3 separate regions of the Sus scrofa genome follow, and regions 2 and 3 are each linked to region 1. Evidence: chromatin contacts called from public Hi-C and targeted proximity ligation data. All regions are on one chromosome and are shown on one strand. The core of a region is the stretch at or near the end of the contact, and the rest is flanking DNA. Distances in the headings are between cores, read along the strand shown.

Region 1 (3,607 bases), core at 360-2,859:
CCTTATCTCCACTTTATTTTATTTTTTAATTTAAAAATGTTTCCTTTTTGGCCACCTCACAGCATATGGACTTCCTGGGCCAGGGATCAGATCCGAGCCACAGCTTCAACCTACACCACAGCTGTGGGGCAATGCCAGATCCTTAACACACTGTGCCCGGCCAGGGATCGAACCTGCATCCTGATGCTGCAGAGACACTGCTGATTCTGTTGCACCACGGCAGGAATTCACTTATCTCCATTTTATTTTTGTAAGGCTATTTTTGTTTTTTAATTAATTAATTAATTAATTAATTAATTTTCTTTTTTAGGGCTGCACCTGTGGCATATGGAAGTTCCTAGGCTGGGGTAAAATCGGAGCTACGGATGCTGACCTACACCTCAGTCACAGCGACACAAGATCCAAGTGGCATCTGTGACCAAATGACACAGCTTGCAGCAATGCCGGATCCTTAACCCACTGAGCGAGGCCAGGGATTGAACCTGCATGCTCACAGACACTCTATCGGGTTCTTAACGGGAACTCCCCCTTACCTCCATTTTAAAGATGGAGCTGAGGAGTTCCTTAGTGGCCTAGTGGTTAAGGATTTAGCATCGTCACTGCTGTGACATACATAGCTTTGATCCCTCAACGGGGACTTCCATGCAATTATAGGTGCAGCCAAAAAAAAAAAAAAAAAAAAAAAAGATGAGGCTATTCGAGGTCCAAATAAGATTAGGACATCTTCATCAAGGGAACTGGAACTCACACACTCCAGTCGGCCTGACTCCAATATTCCAGAATTTTCTAGGACTCCATGAGCTGGCAAGGCTGGCCAAAAGTAATTTTCAAAACCAGAAGGGAACTCCACCCTTTTTTTGGTCTTTTTGCCTTTTCTTGAGCCGCTCCTGCGGCGTATGGAGGTTCCCAGGCTAGGGGTCTAATCAGACCCCTAGGGGCCGGCCTATGCCAGAGCCACAGCAACATGGGATCCGAGCCAAATCTGCAACCCACACCACAGCTCACGGCAACACCAGATCCTCAACCCACTGAGCAAGGCCAGGGATTGAAACCCACAACCTCATGGTTCCTAGTGGGATTCGTTAAACACGGAGCCACAACGGGAACACCAGGAACTCCACACTTGACCAAGGCACCCTATGAGGACTCTGGCTTCTCTGTCTCAGCTTGCCAGCTAAAGCAGCTAAAGCACGCTGGAGTTCCAGGAGGAGCCACCCAGCGCCTGAATATTTGAAAGGGACCAACCCTGGACTTGTAAAACTGTAGCCGAGTTTTTTTCAAGTACTCCCAGGAAAGCAGTGTATTTGCACACGCTGTAATTCCTCAGCTAAATGCCAAGGACTGGGTTGACTGCACACAGAAGCATCCTCACATCCCCCAATTCCAGCACCCCCAGCCCCAGAGATAGACCATGTCATTAGAGGAGGGCTGCCTGCTCACCTCCAATGTGGGAGCCTGGGATGGGGCGCTCAGCCACACTCACACTCACACCCACACCCACACCCACCCACCCACACCCACATACACACGTGTCATCCCATCCCCAGGCCCACTCCCCATCAGCATCCCCACCTCTGAGCAGGAAGGTGAGGTGAGGTAATGTCTCCACTGACCAGCAGCGGCCAGGAGACGAAAATAATCTCAGAAGCACTGTGTTTAATTTAAAGCAGACCCACCCGGCCTTAGCCAGGCTGCAATTTTACTCAGGACAACCAGTTTGTTTTTCTTGGACATTCCAGGAACTAACCGGCCACCCGTATAAAATCCCAAGGGGAATGTTAGGGGGGCCCCTTGCTGGGGTCCACGTGTTCCCTGAAGCTCAACCATTTGCTGCCTCCTCTCTCAGGCCAGGGACTCTTGCCTCTGGTGGGGTCACTTGAGGCCTCTCCCTTTGTTCCCAGTGGGTCCTTTGTCCCCAAGCACCTGACTCAGTGCCCAGAGTTCTGGGGGTAAAATGTTGTCAAATAGATAATAGTGATAACTGATCTGCTGAGCAAGAGCCCTCTCTGTGCCCTGCTGTTTGCTGGCCTTCAGGTCCTTGCCACATCCCAGCAGCCTGTGCTGAAAGTTTTATTGCTCTCTTTTCACAGATGCTCAAGCCGAGGCTAAGGGAGGTCACCTAACTTCTCCCAGGTCATCCTGCTGGGACAGGATGCTTCCCACCACCCCACCCTCAGCTCTGGGTCCAAAGCCCAGGCTCCTCTGGCTGCCCCTCTGGACTCCCCCCACCCCTCCCCACCCCTCAACTCCACTCTCCAGATCCTCTAACCTGAGGAGCTTCAGGGGCTTTACTTGACGGTGGTGCCTTGTCAGTCATATCATTGTGAAGGGAGCACCCAGGGGACACTTGGGTGACAGCTGGTGACAGGGGCTGCTGTAATCAAAGCCCTTCCTTCTAGTTCTTGGCGCCCCTACTTTGGTTTTTTTGTTTATTTTTTGCTCTTTAGCGCCTCACCCATGACATATGAAATTTCCCAGGCTAAGGGTCAAATTAGAGTTGAAGCTGCTGGTCTACACCACAGCCACAGCAACATAGGATCCTTAACCCACTGAGTGAGGCCAGGGATCAAACCTGCATCCTCAGGGTTCGTTTCTGCTGAGCCATGACTGGAACTCCTAGATTTCCTTCTAATCAACCCCAGAAGGGAAACTGCCTCTGCTGCCTCCCTGCCTTACGTCTCTTCACTCTCAGGGCAGCTCTCCAGCCTCATTACTGGGACTTCCCTGGATTTCACCTGGGGTAGGGTAGGCGGGATGGGTGGTGGGTCCTAAGGCAGGTAAGACCCCGTTGATGCCCCAGGCGGGCCAGAGGGAGGGAAGCTAGTGCTGCTGGTGGGGTGGGGAGCCTGGAGCTGAGGCCTGCCAGGGGACTGGTGATAAGGGCCCTCTGAGGGGGGCTGGCTCAGGAGACAATGGGCTTAGTGTGGGAGGCCTGGGCTGTTGCTGTCCCTCTCTGCTCCCTGGAGAGGTTTCCATGGCACCCAGACCCAGCCTGGCCACAAGTGTCAATGGAGACATTGTGTGGGAGTCCTTGATTCCCAGCCTCCCTCTGTGGTAGGGAGGGGAGGGGAGCCTTCCCCTCCAGGCCTGCCAATGCCCCCTAGCTCTGTGCTGTGGCATGGTCCCCCTCTCCGACTCTGGGAGGGTAGGGGGTGGGGTGGGGTGGGGGGATGTTGGGGGTCTTCCGGGGAGGGCAAGTTGTGAAGTCTCCATTTAGTCCTGCTTGTCTGGGGAGGGGGCAGCAGGTCACATAGTCCCCTTTTGTGCGTCCGAATCGAAGCCAATACATGAACTCTCCCCTCCCCTGACCCATCCGCAGAGATGAGAAGTTTTGGTGGCAAGTCTGGAGAAATGGGAGGCATTTTCCAAGTTATTGAGCCAAGAGAACATGCCACTCACTTTTTGTTTTGTTTTGTGTTCTTTTCTTTTTCTGGCCACCCTGCGGCATATGGAGTTCCCAGGTCAGGGATCAGATCTGAGCCACAGTTGTGACCTACGCAGAGGCAACACCCGGTCCTTTAACCTAGTGTGCCAGGCCAGGGATCAAACCTGCATCATGGCGCTACAGATGCACCACCGTTGATCTCATTACACCACAGAGGGAATT
Region 2 (3,607 bases), core at 518-3,017, 91 kb after region 1:
AGCCTTAAAGGGTGTCTGGGCCTTGCCTGCCTGAGGGCAGGCTGAAGTGCAGAGGTGCACGGATGAGGGTTCAGCCCCCAACAGGAAGACAGTGGCGGTCAGGTCTCACTATGGCTCTGTTAGTGGTAGATTAACTGCAAGGTTAACCGTTCCTGCTCTAAATAAATACCTTCAAACAAGGGCTGGCTTTATGGACAAGGAGGATCTGGGAGAAATGGGCTGGTCTCCAAGGGAGAGGAAGTGAGGTGCTCAGCATTCCCCTTGCAGCTGTCACTAACCCCACGGAGCCAGGCCGCTGCTCTGCTGGTCAGCCTTGGCCAACACACTGGATTTTGATCTCCTAGTGACAGCTTTTTCACCAGTATTTTCAAAATGCTCAAGTGTCGTCACCTTAGATAATCCAGAAACATTTTTATGACAAAATCCTTTTGGGAGGCGTGAAGGGAGAATCCTTCCACCCTTTCCTTTCCAAGATTTCCCTCCTGATCTTTTTTTCTTTCTTTCTTTTTTTCTCTTTTTAGGGCCATGCCTGTGGCATGTGTATGTCTCCAAGCTAGGGGTCAAATCAGAGCTGCTGGCCTATGCCATAGCCACAGCCACAGCAACGCGGGATCTAAGCTGCATCTGTGACAGCTCACGGCATCGCTGGATACTTAACTCACTGAGCAGGACCAGGGATTGAATCAGCATCCTCATAAACACTAGTCTAGTTTTTAACCTGCTGAACTACAAGGGAACTCCTCCCCCCTGATCTTTGTTACTCAGATAACACTTTTTTTTTTTTTTTTTAGCACCCCATCCCCGCTGAGGGACAAACACAGACATCTTCAAACCCTGTTTGGAGCTGTGCAAACTGAGTGCAAGCTGTTGCAAAAAAGAGTGATAAGACTCTCAGTTCGTAGAGACATATTTGGCTCAATGTCTAGAATCTTCTTTATCAAGCAAGGACCTAACAGGCACCACAGGCACATGACTGTGATTGCTCTGTATATGTCCAGCAACCCGAAAGAAAATTCTGAAAGCAGACCAACTTCACCGACTTTACTGGAGAGTCAACAAGTCCGATGGCACAGCAATGTCACAGGCACATTCTACACACCTGGCCGTTGAAAGAAAGAACATATCCGTCCTTTCAAGTCTTTTAAATTCCTGAACTTGGGGATTCACCAATATTCACGCTTTAAAAATTGTATGCCATTTGCTCTCCAGAATCAAGGGGGATTCCAGAGGTATGGAAATGGGCGCTCCAGGCGCAGGTTCTGATCCTGGTTCTGCCACTAATTGCCCCAGTGACTCACCTTTGCTCTTTGGGTCTCAATTACCCAGCTGTGAAACTAGTAATCTCTCGCTTTTCTGTTCTGCACATCCCCAGCCGCACTCAGGTTTCCCTGCTTGTCTCCAGGGCCCTAGAACTCCAAAGCTGCTTTGCCTGGGGGTCGGTCCTGTAGAATAAAGCACGTGACTACATAAAGCCGGTTCATTCAGCGGCTCCGCAACTACGAGTCCTCCCCTCAGTAATCTTCTAGAACCAGTCTAAATACACCTCTTCTTAGTGCCTCCACAGTCTAACCGCACAGAGATCCAAAGGGCGGTGGGTACCCGGGACCCCCCATGCCGCACACAGCTCCGCGCGTGTCCGGCTGGGGGCGCCCCCTCCCCTTTACCCGGCAGGGTGGAGGGTTGCGTGTTCTGGGAGCCGGGCCGCCCCGGGAGCACTCACGCGCTCTGATTGGTCTCTGGCGTACTCGTGACTCCGGCCCCGCCCCACGCCCCTCCTCCGCATCTGAGCCAGGGAGCTGATGGTCCTGGACTGAATGGGCGCGAGCGCGGCGTCGGGGGCGGGCGGGGGCGCGGGGCCAGGGACTGGCGGCCCGCGGGCTCCCGCTCCCTAGTATGCGGACGAAAGCGTCAGGCTGCACCGAGCGGCGTCCCCTGCAGCCGCAAACCGAGGCGGCGGAGGCGGCGGCACCTGCCGGCCGAGGTACGTGGCGCAGCCCCCTCCTTGGCGTAGCGGGGCCCGCCGGCCGGGGGCGGCGGCGGCGATCTGTCCCTGTTCCAGTGCGGCTGGGCCTGGCGGCTCCGTCCCAGCCCCCATGGGCAGCGCCCAGGACCCACTTCCCCCAAACGCGTCTCGCGGGCTGAGAGCGGTGGCCTCCCGCGGAGTGGACGGGCTGGGGGCGCCGCGGCCCGCGCAAGTGTGAACACGAAGGAGGCAGAGGGGTGAACGGCCGGGCTGTGGGGTTCGGCTGCGGTGGCGCTTTTCTCCTCTGTCTTCTGCAGCGGCTTGGGGTTTAATTCATTGCTGGAAGCTTCTGAACCTGGAAAGCCAAGTTAACTCATTTCCCCAGGACAGCATTCGGGGGCCCTCTGTGGCCAGCAGCTCCGGAAACTGACCTTTGCATCCTTCGGGAGGGTGTGAGGTGTGGTGTCTGCAGGTAGAAATTCGCCAGTGACCTTGCCTGTCACCTCCCTGCGGCCAGCCCAGCGGGAGACACGTTTTGGTGACCTTTAGTTTCTCTTGAATTGGAAGCAGCTGCCTTGACGTGAGCAGCTGCCTTCACATGTGCCTCTAGTGTGTAAGTAAGGCAGGATTTTCGGGGAAGATTTTTGGAGAGCATGTCGGAGGAGCCTGCAAATAGGAAGACGTGGGGTCCTGCCTTAACTCCACACCAGGTGACCTTGGCCAACACTTATATCCCTGTGGAACACCGTCTTCAGTCTGTACCGGTAGGCTTGGCCAAGGTCCTTTTCAGGCCCCTGGTTCCGAGGTTCTGACCACAGAATGTCTTTCCCAGTGAAGAGGATCCTGCAGAATCATTGGCTGCCATGAAAGACAAATTTTATGTCCTCATGTCTCACTTCATGTCTGTGGCCTTTGCTTAATTAGATGTCATTCATTTACAAGGGAAAATGGTTTTGCCTGCTGCCCTTCATCTGGCACCTTTGGGTTGTCTGCTCATTGGGCCAACCACAGAGCTGGGTGTTGGGGTTACAGAGAGGAAGGAGACTCCTCTCCCACCTGCGGATGTTAAACCTGAGCCCTCCTCTTGGTTTATGACTGGTAATCCTCCTCTGCGGAAGGATGCATGTCCTGAAACTGGAAGAAGAATCTGGTGTCTGCTGAGTGAAGGGGCACAGATTCAAAAACTGTCAGGATGGGTTGTGGTTTCATTCGCATAATTCTGAAAGTCTGACAGTTGAGAAGAATGGTTTACATTTCTAGTCAGAGAGCCAGGGATCACCTCAATTCCAACCAGTGCTTGGACGAGGAGAGGCTGTGAACTGGGAGAGTCCTGTGACCGAAATGCCATGAGCCTTTTCACATGTCTGTCCATTGTCTGAGTGCTGCTGTTGCTGTAAGATGAAAGGAACCTTGGTTGTGGTTATTTATTGTAATTAGCTCTGTCTTCCTCTCAGCAAGAAAAGAAATGCGGTGAGGTGGGAAGTCTTTGTGGAGGAGCGAGGGAGAGGGCTGGCAGGCATACATTTTACAAATGCACATTTATGACTCCCCATTTTGTAAATGCTTATAATTCTGGGACAAACTGCCAAATTGTTTCATATTATCAGAATAGGTTAGTATTAAATTTTCAAGCTGTATCCAAGG
Region 3 (3,607 bases), core at 468-2,967, 68 kb after region 1:
TCAGCTTCTGTGTTTGCAGGGAGTAGATTGTTCAGGGTTTAAAATGAAATAGCCTGAGGTTCAGTGTAGGAGAGGCGGGAAGGGGTGACAGGTGGAACACTGGGGATTTTTAGAGCAGCAAAACAATTCCAAGTGACACTATAAGGGTGAATATATATCATCACACATTTGTCAAAACCCATCCAATGTATCACACAGTGAACCCTCATATAAACCACAGACTTGATTTAATAATCACACATTAGAAGTTCCTGCTGTGGCTTGGTAGGTAAGAACCTGACTAGTATTCATGAGAATGTGGGTTCAATCCCTAGCCTTGCTCAGTGGCTTACGGATCTGGCGTTGCTGCAAACTGCAGGCATAGGTCACAGATGCAGCTCAGATCTGGCATTGATGTGGCTGTGACTGGAAGCTGCAGCTCCAATTCAATCCCTAGCCTGGGAACTTCCATATGCCATGGGGGTGGCCCTAAAAACATTTTTTAAAAAAAAATCACATATTGCCATCGTTTCATCAGTTTTTTTTTTTTTTTTTTTTTTTTTTTTTTTTGTCTTTTTGCCTCTTCTAGGGCCACTTCCTGTGACATATGGAGGTTCTCAGGCTAGGGGTCTAATCGGAGCTGTAGACGCCAGCCTATGCCAGAGCCACAGCAACATGGGATCCGAGCCGCGTCTATAGCCTACACCACAGCTCATGGCAAGGCCAGATCCTTAACCCACTGAGCAAGGCCAGGGATCGAACCCACAACCTCATGATTCCTAGTCAGATTTGCTAACCACTGAGCCATGACAGGAACTCCAATTCATCAGTTGTGATTTATGTACCATACTAATGCAAGATGTTCATAACAAGGGAACCTTGGTGGGGCCAAGGGTGTATATGGGACTCAGTATTTTCCACTCAACTTTCTAGTAAACTTAAAGCTGCAAAAACAAAACAAAACAAAAAAAGCCCAACTCTACTAATTTAAAAAATATTTGTAACAAACGTATATTCGAGAAAACGCTCTCACTCTTGTTCTCTCTGCCTGTTATTAGTCTTTCTCACCAGGCCTCTTTTAACCAACAGAATGGAGAGATAAAGTAAGAGGAGACTGTGTTGTGAGCTTGGGAGAAAGGCTGTAAGAGACCACTTGGCCCCCTGTGGCTCTGGGTCCAAAGTCACTGTGTACAGTTGCCCAGGTGGTGCACTTCACAAGGGCACCACATCCAAGAAGGAAACTTGTTCTTGTAGACATTAGAGTTCTGTGTATTTATTATGCAAAATCCACGAGGTATGTTTCCTAGATTTGCTCAAGGCTGGTGGTAGCCCTGTTTAGGCTCCAAGCCTTTCCAAAGAGGTTTCCATGGGGCCAACTTTGCCTACCTACCTGGAGGCAGCTCTGGGGTTTGGGGAATGAAAATTTCCCTGTATTTACCTTTCCTCAGGACCTTGAGGTATGGCAGGTCGTGGGGAGCCTTGTGCATAGGAAGCCCAGCAAATGGACATAGATGGAAAACCTGAAGCCCTGTCACCCAGACACAGAGAAAGACAGATGGCCCAGGGCTGGCTCAACTAAAAGGTCAGGGCTCAGAAGGCACGTGTGGTGCTGAGTTGTGTGGCTTCCTGAATGGCAGAACTAATGTCACATATGAGAGCGTAAGTGGTTTCAGGATGCTGCCATGGCTGGGGGTATAAAAGGCTGAGAGCTCTCGGCTCCTCCACCCAGGCTGCCGGAAACCACTGAGTTTCCTGCCTGCCCATCTGTGTGAGGTACAAAGGGGAGGGGCGCCCACCTACTAGTCACAACCTTTTTTTTTTTTTTTTTTGCTTTTTAGGGCCACACATGTGGCATATGGAAGTTCCCAGACCCAGGGATTGAATCAGAGCGCTAAAGCTGCCAGCCTACACTATGGCCACAGCAACTCAGGGTCCAAGCTGCATCTGTAACCTACCTCAGAGCTTACGGCAACACCGGATCCTTAACCCACTGAGCGAGGCCAGGGGTTAAACCCACATTCTCCTGGAAACCTGCTGGGTTTGTTACCACTGAGTCCTGACAGGAACTCCATTGGTCACCACCTTTTACGTGGCTTATCTGCTGCTTTGAGAGCAAGGTCAGGTAGGTGCGCTGATTGCACACAGGCCAGTCCCCTCATCTGGACTTGACTCCTGGTGCGGCCTTGGGCAGGGTTGGGGGTGGGAAGGCATGGGGGTGGAGGCTGTGACAGGTCAAGGGCATGGGCACCTCTCTCCATAAACATCTCTTAGTCCCCTCACCTACTTACAGTGATGCTCTGTAGGAAAGAATTTTAGGAGGCAACAATAGCAGTAACATTCTAGGAGCAGGAAAGCAAACCAAGCAGACTTTTGAGACCAATCTCAAGTCTGAACTGGAAGAATAAATGTTTCATACCACAGACTTCTCAAAGGGAGGGAGCAGGAGCCTCAGGGAAGCCTGGACCTGGCAGGCAGGCAATGCGTGGTGAGGCAGAGAGGAGGAGCACTGTTTGAGGAGTAGTTGATGTATGTATATTTATGTTTACATATGCAAATAGAGCCAGGATGTGTAAATTACCTTGGACCGCCATGTCTGCACTTGGTAAGCTGACTGTGAGTGTCTGCTGTTAGTACATTTCCTAGGGCCCTTGAGCGCCTCTCTTATGCCATCCTGCTGGACCCTACCCATCTCTTGTCACAGCAGAAATCTGGAGTTTTGCTGAGTATCTGTAACAGAGTAATCTGGGTAACAGAGTGGGCCTCTGGATTAAGGGCCAAGAGACAGTGCAAAAGAGAAAGACGGAGGACTCACGCCACTAATTTCTAAATTCAGGGACTCCCAGCCCTTCTTGCCACTAAGCGTCTAGAACACGCTGGCAGCCTGACCTCACCTTCCAGGAAGGAGCCTGGAAGATTCTTCCCTGTGCCATCTGAGCAGCTCAAGGGGGAAAACCTGGACCACATGGAGGGAAACAGCCCAGCCAGCTCCCTCCCCTGCACTAAGATCAGGCTCTGCTACCCAGACCTGCTTGAATAACAAGAAAGTGCCACCTGAGATGGGCTTTGGGAGGCTCTGAGAAGTTAAAGGAGTTCCCTAGGTAGCCTAGGGGTTAAGGCTCTGGTGTTGTCACTGCTGTGGTGTGGGTTGGATCCCTGGCCTGGGAAATCCCGCACGCCATAGGTGTGGCCAGAAAAAAAAAAAAAAAAAGAGGGACATTAAAGAATTTGGGGGTGGGAGGAATATTATGATAAATGTGCAGACACAGGATAGGTGAGGCCTTTGAGAGAGACAGTGAGTGGGATGTCGGGCCAGGGAGCAGCGTTGGGGTCAGGGAGAAGTAGGAGATGAGGTTAGAAAGGGTGTCTGGGACCAACAGGTGTCTGACAAAGGTACCGGGGTGAGCAGGGGCAAAGCGGCTCATCTCCAAGTCATACCCCCTTCCTGAGCTTTGCACCCCAACTTAGAGATGCATCAGCCAGTGGACGCTGTGCAGCGGGCTTTGGGTCTGTGTTGGCTGTTGCCCTGGAGACCAGATAGAAGAGGGCCTCTAAGGCTGAGCTTAGGAGATGGACATTAATTCAGTAGATAATGAGGGACCTGATAAGAGCTTGGAAACGGGAGAGTGAC

What was found. Hi-C and Micro-C count contacts between places; a contact is called where the count stands out from the background.
Region 2: a contact with region 1 is called in a targeted proximity ligation map of skeletal muscle. A contact is called at or near these places in 1 of 5 promoter capture datasets (liver), 5 of 47 Hi-C or Micro-C datasets (alveolar macrophages, blood, embryonic fibroblasts and 2 more) and 1 of 2 datasets of targeted methods (skeletal muscle).
Region 3: a Hi-C map of liver shows a contact between it and region 1, with 4 times the contacts expected there. A contact is called at or near these places in 1 of 5 promoter capture datasets (liver) and 5 of 47 Hi-C or Micro-C datasets (blood, liver and skeletal muscle).

What each region holds. Positions count from the first base shown.
Region 1 is chr3:58,770,527-58,774,133 of Sscrofa11.1, forward strand. No RefSeq gene overlaps it. Among named protein-coding and RNA genes, the nearest start is that of ST3GAL5, 91 kb to the right of the region's middle.
Region 2 is chr3:58,861,217-58,864,823 of Sscrofa11.1, forward strand. It overlaps ST3GAL5 (lactosylceramide alpha-2,3-sialyltransferase), which reads left to right and starts at 1,768. Exons shown (of 7, transcript XM_021087293.1): 1 at 1,768-1,981. The coding sequence starts at 1,894.
Region 3 is chr3:58,838,509-58,842,115 of Sscrofa11.1, forward strand. No RefSeq gene overlaps it. Among named protein-coding and RNA genes, the nearest start is that of ST3GAL5, 23 kb to the right of the region's middle.